Regions from separate parts of the Callithrix jacchus genome. Here regions 2 and 3 are each linked to region 1. The links are chromatin contacts, called in public Hi-C maps. All regions are on one chromosome and are shown on one strand. The core of a region is the stretch at or near the end of the contact, and the rest is flanking DNA. Distances in the headings are between cores, read along the strand shown. Region 1 holds the start of DDR1 (discoidin domain receptor tyrosine kinase 1). Region 2 holds the start of IER3 (immediate early response 3). Region 3 holds the start of PPP1R18 (protein phosphatase 1 regulatory subunit 18).

Evidence for each region. A called contact is a pair of places that touch in the nucleus more often than the background predicts.
Region 2: a Hi-C map of skeletal muscle shows a contact between it and region 1, with 4 times the contacts expected there. The contact joins the promoter of IER3 here to the promoter of DDR1 in region 1. A contact is called at or near these places in 2 of 3 Hi-C or Micro-C datasets (both in skeletal muscle).
Region 3: a contact with region 1 is called in a Hi-C map of skeletal muscle, with 4 times the contacts expected there. The contact joins the promoter of PPP1R18 here to the promoter of DDR1 in region 1. A contact is called at or near these places in 2 of 3 Hi-C or Micro-C datasets (both in skeletal muscle).

Annotation. Positions count from the first base shown.
Region 1 is chr4:35,675,481-35,678,304 of calJac240_pri, reverse strand. It overlaps DDR1 (discoidin domain receptor tyrosine kinase 1), which reads right to left and starts at 1,359. Exons shown (of 17, transcript XM_078368546.1): 1 at 1,205-1,359.
Region 2 is chr4:35,536,931-35,539,630 of calJac240_pri, reverse strand. It overlaps IER3 (immediate early response 3), which reads left to right and starts at 1,357. Exons shown (of 2, transcript XM_002746312.6): 1 at 1,357-1,591; 2 at 1,703-2,670. The coding sequence starts at 1,382. The coding sequence ends at 1,963.
Region 3 is chr4:35,484,457-35,487,238 of calJac240_pri, reverse strand. It overlaps PPP1R18 (protein phosphatase 1 regulatory subunit 18), which reads left to right and starts at 1,499. Exons shown (of 4, transcript XM_035297500.3): 1 at 1,499-1,849; 2 at 2,636-2,782. The coding sequence starts at 1,791.

The DNA.
Region 1 (2,824 bases), core at 110-2,609:
CAAGCCAATGGCATCCTCCTGCCCAGGAAGGAGAAGATGGGAAACAGCTGAAAAAATGTGAGGAGAGGCACATAGGAGAGGGGAGAGGGCAGCTTCAGGCCTGCAGGCTGCCTGGCCACAGGAGGGAAGCCCAGGAGGACCAGCGAGCAAGAGGATAGACCAGATGGGCCCCCATACATACACTAACCGCAGTCCCCTTCCGGGAGCTGCAGCTGCCTCTGGGGGAGCAGGCTGGGTCAGCAGCTGGGGGGAGTGAGAAGTGACAGGTGGGGGGCAGGGTGAAAGAGTGGACAGGGCCTTGGGTGTGAGTCAGACCTGATGCCGCTGAATACAAACTGGAAACTGAGGCCAGGGAGTGAAGGAGGAGATGGAGATGATGTAACTTTGGGAGAGAGATGAAACAGAGCTCAGCTGTGGATAGCCTGGGGGATGGGGAAGAAAGGGGCAAGGGACCAGAGGAGGGAGGGGAGACTGATGGTCAGATGGGGACGATGGTGAGGGAACTCCCAGAGAGACAGGAGATGGACTGAGACCAAGGCCGAGGAGTTGGACTGAGGCCAAGGTAGAGGAGATGGCTCCGAGAGAGGAAAAGGAGGATGGAGACAGGACACACAGCAAAAGGTGGGAAGCCCCAGGGGCTCAGAGGAGACTGAAGTTTGGGAAGAAAAGGGCTGAACTGGATAAGGGAACTGAAGTGGCCTCAGAAGGGAAACAGTGTTGGGAACAAAGCCTAAGGGAGGAAGGCAGGGAACTGAGGAGGCTGGGAGCTGGGCAGACAGACCAAGGGGACAAGAAGCAAGGACAAGGGGAGAGAAGGGGATGCAGTGAAACAAAGTCGAAGGAAAGAGAAGGAGACTGGGGCGCAGAGCGTGAAGCTAAGGGACCTGGGGAGGTGAGAAGTATAAAAGGTTGAGAAAGGAAGAGGCACCTGCAGGACAGACCCATCAGGCCCAAAGAGAGAATCAAACCTGTTTCTGGACAACAGCCCCCCCGTTGGGGACACCCTAGCCCCTCAGCCCATTTGCCACACCGTGACCCCCAACTCCATTCCCGGTCCTTCCCTTCCCCCTGCTGAGCTCTAGGCAGATCTCCTCCTCCCACCGCACCTCCAGCCGGGAAGCCTGGTCCCTGCCCACAAGGGGAGGGCCCAGCTCCAGCACCCACTTCTGCCCTCCCAGTTCAGCTCTGGCTTCCTCCCTCTCACCTCCAGCTCAGGATTCTCCTAGGTCCAAGTCCCCCCAGTCTCAGGCCTTTGGGGTTTCGGGTCTGGGGCTGCCAAAGCCGCCTGGCTTTGTCCAAGAGTCCGGGGCCCCGGGCCCAGGAGCAGCTGCCCGGGCCAGCTGCGGCTGGCTTCGATGTGACCATGGCAACCAAGTCCCGCTCCCCTCACCAAGCCTTGAGGCCCCCGCAGAGAGGGAGGGAGCAGCCTGGTGGGGGAGAAAGGGAGGGGAGGCTGAGAACTGTGAAACAGAACCAAACGGAGACCCCAGACAAAGAAACCCCAGACAAAGGGAGATGAAGAGAGGCAGAGGAAGCAGAAAGCAGTGTTGGCTGGTGGTGGCCGGGAGCTCAGGCCCTCCAGAGGGGGAGAATCCAGGAGAGACTGAGAAAGAGCCAGAAGCAGGGGGCTGACTTGAGGGGGAGAAGAGAGATTTGAATTGACTGGCAGAGGGACAGAGACTCCTTCTGGGCTTCCTTCCTTTTCCCAGGATTTTGCACCCTGTAGGGAACCAGAATCCCAGTTTCTTAGTTGGCTGCCTGAAAAATATTATATATGGTGAGAGCTTCCCTCCAATTACACCAATGGCCATAGGAAGTATCTGAGACCAAAAGACACTCTCAGTTTTCACAAACAACCCCAATTTCAAAGCCTAAACCATCATCTCTTAAAGACCAATGACAATGTCACCAGTTGAGGTGGCTCATGCCTATAATCCCAGCACTTTGGGAGGCCAAGTAGGGTGGATCACTTGAGCCAAGAAGTTCGAGACCAGTCAGGGCAACATGGCAAAACCCCATCTCTACAAAAAATACAAAACTGAGCTGGGTGTGGTGATGCACACAGGTAGTCCCAGCAGGAGGCTGGGAGGGAAGATCACCAGACCGCAGGAGTCCGAGTCTGCAGTATGCCCTGATTGCACAGCTGCACTCCAGCCTGGGCAACGGACCAAGACCCTGCCCCTTCCCCCAAAAAATGGCATTGTCAGACAATGTTTAGAAATCCTTGGTTTGGAAACTATGATCCCCAAGCCAACGGTGATGAATTAGGCTTGGAGGGGCTGGAGGAGAGAAGAGGAGTAATGAGGCCTCTCACAGCATACAAGAGGAAGCAGAGTACCAAACTGGAGGGGAGAAAGCAGCGCTCTGCATCTGAGAGGGAGGGTTAAGATTCTGACTCACCATCTGGCTTCCCTTGGCTGAGTCTACACCAATAAGAGGGAGATAATAATCACTGACCCGGAGTCTGTTTGGAGGATAATGAGACAGTATCTGCAAGGTTCAGGCCCATTGATGGAAGCAACCATCCAGACTCCACAAACATGATCTCTCTGGATTTCTCATGTGTCACTTGGGATCTCTGAGTGCCACCTCCCAAGTCATTCCTCAAACAGTTGATATTAAGAGTTTGCATAGGGCACTGGGTGTGGTGTCTCATACCTGTAATCCCAGCATTTTGGGAGGCCAAGGTGGGTGGATCACAAGGTCAGGAGTTCAAGAGCAGCCTGGCCAATGTGGTGAAACCCCATCTCTATTAAAAATTCAAAAAAATCAGCTGGGCATGGTGGCAGGCACCTGTAATTCCAGACTCAGGAGGCTGAGGCAG
Region 2 (2,700 bases), core at 108-2,607, 140 kb after region 1:
TATTACTATTGTTATTATTATTTTATAGAGACAAGATCTCACTATATTGCCCAGGCTCCTAAGCTCAAATGATCCTCCCACCTTGGCCTCCCAAAGTGCTAGGATTACAGGCAAGAGTCACCACGCCCTGCCAATATGTATTTTTTAAAATCCATCCATCCTCTGTCCCCCCCTAATTTTTATTTTAGATTCTGGGGTACATGTGCAGGTTTGTTACTGCATCATGCTTAGGTTTGGGGTACCAATGATCTTGTCACCCAGGCACTGAGCATAGTACCCAATAGTTTTTTTGTTTTCTTGTTATTTTTTTTTTAGACAGAGTCTTACTCTGTCACCAGGCTGGAGTGCAATGGCGTGATCTCTGCTCACTGCAACCTCAGCCTCCCAGGTTCAAACAATTCTCCTGCCTCAGCCTCACAAGTAGCTGGGATTACAGGCACGCATCACGACGCCCAGCTAATTGTCATATTTTTAGTAGGGACAGTCTTTCACCATGTTGGCCAGGATGATCTTTATCTCCTGACCTTGTGATCTGCCCACCTTGGCCTCCCAAAGTGCTGGGATTACAGGCATGAGTCGCCGCGTCAGGCCAGTACCCTATAGTTTTTACTTTTGCCTCGCTCCCTCGGTCCTTCTAGTAGTCCCCAGTTGCTGCTGTTGCCATCTTTACGTCCATTGAGTTCCCAATATTTAGTTCCCACTTATAAGTGAAAATGTTTGGTATTTGGTTTTCTGTTCCTGGATTAGTCCACTTAGAATAATGGCCTCCAGCTGCATCATGTTGCTGCAAAGCACTTAATTTTGTTCTTTTTTATGGCTACACGGTGTGTGTCTTCATGTGTCCTCAGACAGGCAGGGTTGTGTCTGTGTGTGCTAGTGCGTTCATTTTTCTCTTAATCTTGACTATTTATGTAACGACTTCCTTCTTGGGGAGTGTATTTTCTATGGATACCTACGAGTGCATGAATACGCGTGTAACTGGGTCCGTATTGTAGCAGGATGGCCCGATCGCCAATAAAAAGCCCTCTTGCCTCTCCAGGGCTGGGGCCTGTGAGGGATCCTGTGTCTGAACCATCTCTTAGGCTGTCGTGGGCCCCTCTCCAGCTGCCACATGCCCCGACATGTGCCGACAGCCCGGGATCTCACCCACCCCCACTCACGACTCACACATTCACAACATGCTGTTGGGCGCCTAGGATTGCGCACGCCAAGTCTCCACCCACGCTCTTTGTTTAATTGTCGGAATTTCCAGCCCTGCAGAAGCCAACCGCTCCCCAGCTGCGAAAGGAGGAGTTAGAAGGACCCGCCCAATTTCCAGGAGCACATAATTACATCTGCCGCCGCCGGCCCACACTTGGCTTTACACTCCGCTCAGAGCACCATGTGTCACTCTCGCAGCTCCCACCCCACCATGACCGTCCTGCAGGTTCCTACCCCGGTCCCCTCGACCAACCCGGGACCCCGGCGGGGCTCCGGTCCTGAGATCTTCACCTTCGACCCTCTCCCGGAGCCCTCAGCGGCCCCAGCAGCGCGCCCCAGCGCCTCTCGCGGGCACCGAAAGCGCAGCCGCAGGGTTCTCTATCCTCGAGTGGTGAGCATCGCCGGAGGGGGCATTCGCAGGGCGCGCTGCCCTGGAGTCACTGGGGAACGACCGGACTCCAGAAGCCTGATCTGACCTGTCTCCTTTTTTGTCTCCCTTTAGGTCCGGCGCCAGCTGCCAGTCGAGGAACCGAACCCAGCGAAAAGGCTTCTCTTTCTGCTGCTCACCATCGTCTTCTGCCAGATCCTGATGGCTGAAGAGGGTGTGCCGGCGCCCCTGCCTCCGGAGGACGCCCCCAGCGCCGCATCCCCGGCTTCCACCCCTGTGCTCCCTGTTCTCGAGGCCTTTAATCTGACCTCGGAGCCCTCGGACTACGCTCTGGACCTCAGCACTTTCCTCCAGCAACATCCGGCCGCCTTCTAACTGTGACTCCGCACTTCCAAAAAAGAATCCGAAAAACCACAAAGAAACACCAGGCGTACCTGGTCCGAAAGAGCGTATCCCAAACTGGGACTTAGAGGCAATTCGAACTCAGAACACTACAGCGGAGACTCCTGCAGGTGCTTGAGGCGGGCCAAGGCGCACAGAGACCGAGGCACGGCCACGCTGGGGCTAGGCCCGGTGGGAAGGAGAGCGTCGTTAATTTATTTCTTATTGCTCCTAATTAATATTTATATGTATTTATGTACATCCTCCTAGGTGATGGAGGGGTGCACGTAATATTTATTTTAACTTATGCAAGGGTGTGAGATGTTCCCCCTACTGTAAACGCAAGTCTCTTGGTATTTATTGAACTTTGTGGGACTGGTGGAGGCAGGACACCTGGAACTGCGGCAGAGTAGAAGAAATGGGGAGGACTCGGGTGGGGGAGGACGTCCCGGCTGGGGTCAAGTCTGGTGGTGGGTCGTAGGTTTAGGAGGTGACATTGCGTCCTCCAGCCTCTCAACTCCGTCTGTCTACTGTGAGACTTTGGCGGACCGTTGGGCAGGAGATCCGTGGCCTTCGATCTCCTCGAAGTCGCCCTTAAAGGGCGGCTGCGGGGTAGAAGGTTGGGGGTTGGTGGGCTGTCACGGGGCGACTGTCGAAATCGCCGAGTATGTTCTGTGAACAAATAAACTTGATTTACTGTCTGCAGTCTTAAGTGTGTCTTTGCAAGCGCC
Region 3 (2,782 bases), core at 250-2,749, 190 kb after region 1:
TCATGTCGGCCAGGCTGGTCTTGAACTGCTGACCTTGTGATCCGCCTGCCTTAGTCTCCCAAAGTGCTGGAATTACAGGCATGAGCCACCACGCCCAGTCTCTCTCCCCCTGAATTCTAAATCTTTAACATCCAGGCCCTGGCTGCTTCAGGCCAGAGGCTCAAATCCATGGACTAAAGGAGTTGCCCCTTCCACTACTTGCTACTTTATTCTCTGGGTCCAGCTCCATACTCTAAATTCTGAGTTTCAGCCACTGAACTCCAAGAGTCCACATCTCACCAGCAAGGAAGAGCAGGGTATGGAATTCATCTGTCTCCTCACTGTTTAGGGCATGGCATGCTCCCCTTCAACAGTCTCCTAGAAGGAAAGGATCTGCCCTGACCATTCCGCTGGCGGGCACCATTGCTTCTCTCTGTGCCTCTGGGATCCCCCTCCCACTTCGCCACCTCTGGCTTCCACTCCGAGAAGCTGGACCAGGGTCTGCAAGTTCAAAGGCAGTGGCTGTCCCTCCAGGCCCCACACCTTGCCTCAGCACTCCCGGCCCTAGTGTCTGCACCTCCTTAGGCCCTGCCTCTGAACCTAGTCAAGAGGATTCTCCCGTTCTTAACTTGGGGCTTCCTGTTCTGGATGCTCTGCAGGAAAATAAAAGCCTGATTTTTCTACGTACTGCATGTAGTCTGTCAGTGTCTCCCAAGCTGCAGGGCTGAGTTTGGGAAGGAAAGCCAGAGGGAGCCTGCGAGCCCGCGAAGTGGAGTCTGGGCAGCCACCACGCCCTCTGGCAACCGCTGGCCTTCGACCACCGCGCCCCCGCTGACCCGCCCCCACTTTGCCAGAGAGGCCGGGTCCCCATTCCTTCAAATCCCCTTCCCCCACTCCCCAACCCCGCAGCTGACCAAGAGACTCATGGGAGGCAGGTTGAAGCTAGAAAGAGTGGGGACAGCAGCTCTGGTAGGAGAACGAGCTTCCAAAACTGCTGGCTTCTGAGCGCCTCTCCTGCCGCCCCCTCCTCAAGGCCTCCTGGTGGCTGCCCTCGACCCGGCAAAAACAAAGACTGGCCGGAGAAGGCAAAATCGCGGGGAGGGCTGAGAGGCAGGAGATGGGAAGGGCGGGCCCGGCTCCTAGCAGCTGCCGCTTCCTCCCAAAGTCCCACGAGGGGCCTGAGTCACGGGCCACCGCCCTGGGTCGGCGAGCTGGGGGAAGGGATCTGGACACCTGGGTTCTTCAGGGCTACCGGGAGGGAAGCGGTTGAGGGCCCCTGGGGACACAGAGCAGAGGACCAGGGGTTGGGGCGAGTAGGGGGCAGTCCCAGAGCCAGTCCCACGCGCGGTGGGAGGGAGCCCCGCCCTCCCCTCGGGCTCCGCCCTGCGCCCCCTTCCCTCTCCTCATTGTCCTTAGACAAAGCGGTCGCCGCCCCCGCCCGGCCCCCTGATCTCTGTCTCCGTCCCTCCTCCTTTGCTGCCTCTTTCCCTCCTCCTCTCCCTCCTCCTCCCCTCCCTCCAGTCTCCGGATCTCCCTCGGTCCCTCTCTCCTCCTCTTCCTCTCTCTGGACGCCCGGCTCCTCCGCACCCCCTCCCAGGGGGGCCCCACGGCGTGTGAGTTGACTGAGGGGCTTAGACTTGGGGAGGGGGTGTCTCCTCGCTCCCGTCCCTGGCCCGGACCTTGGCTGTCTCCTCTTTGTGCCGAGATTGTCAGTCTGTGCAGCCAGAGCGGGGTGGAGACAGCTGGCTCTGTCACGGCTCCATGAGAGCGGGGACCGGGCATGGGACTCGCAGGCGCTGGAGAGAAGAGGCATGGAGCCGGCCCTCGGCACTCCGGGGTCGCCGGGCGCAGACGGCGGGGGAGGCAGGCGGTATTGACGGGACTGGGTGGGGGTGGATACCAGGGTTCTGGGAACGCGCTGGCAGCCCCGACGCCCGGGTTCCGAAAGTCCCGGGGTGGGTATTTCCCCCGACCCGCCTCGGGGGCGGAGTGCGGGGCAGAGGGGTGGGGGCTGGGGAGAGGCGTGGCCCCAGCGGCACTGGAAGCGGAGCAGGGACCTTTGGGGCCCGCGCTGAGACGCTCCCGGCCGCTACCGCCGCGCTCCCTTCCCCTCTTCCCTGGTTTCCCTTCTCCCCTAGACCTGCTCGCTCTCCGCTCCTCCCTGCCTCCTCGACACCCCCTCAGGTCCCGTTGCCCTCCTCGGGAGGGATTCCCGGTCCTTCCTTCCCACACTCACCTCCCTGGGGTATCGCTGAGGCAGCCAGGCCTGCACCCGGGTTCCCCTCATCCCTGCCCCTTTTCTCTTTTCACCCTCATAGCAACTTTTCTTTTCTCCCATTCTCTGTTTCCCACATCCTAGAGACTGTCTTTAATACGCATTAACCCTGTACTGCCACATCTGGCTCCTGTCCTCATTGCCTCCAATCTGGACTCTTCCTCTCACATCGCCCCCACCACCCCCAACTTGGGCTCATAACTTCTCTTCACTTTTTCCATTTCCCCTGTTCTCTGCCGTCCCTCTTTCCCTTGGTCCTCATCCTCAGCTCCTCTGCCCTGCTCGTGGTCCCACCTCTCCCCCTCCACTTCCTCCCCTCCCACCCTCAGTCTCACTCCCTGGGCCTCTCTGGAGCCTCTTCTTCCTGTTCTCTGCCCCCAGTGCTCCCTACCCTCACCTCAAGGCGACCATGACCACCATCCCAGACTGGAAGCTACAGCTGTTAGCCCGGCGCCGGCAGGAGGAGGCGTCCGTTAGAGGCCGGGAGAAGGCAGAACGGGAGCGCCTATCCCAGATGCCAGCCTGGAA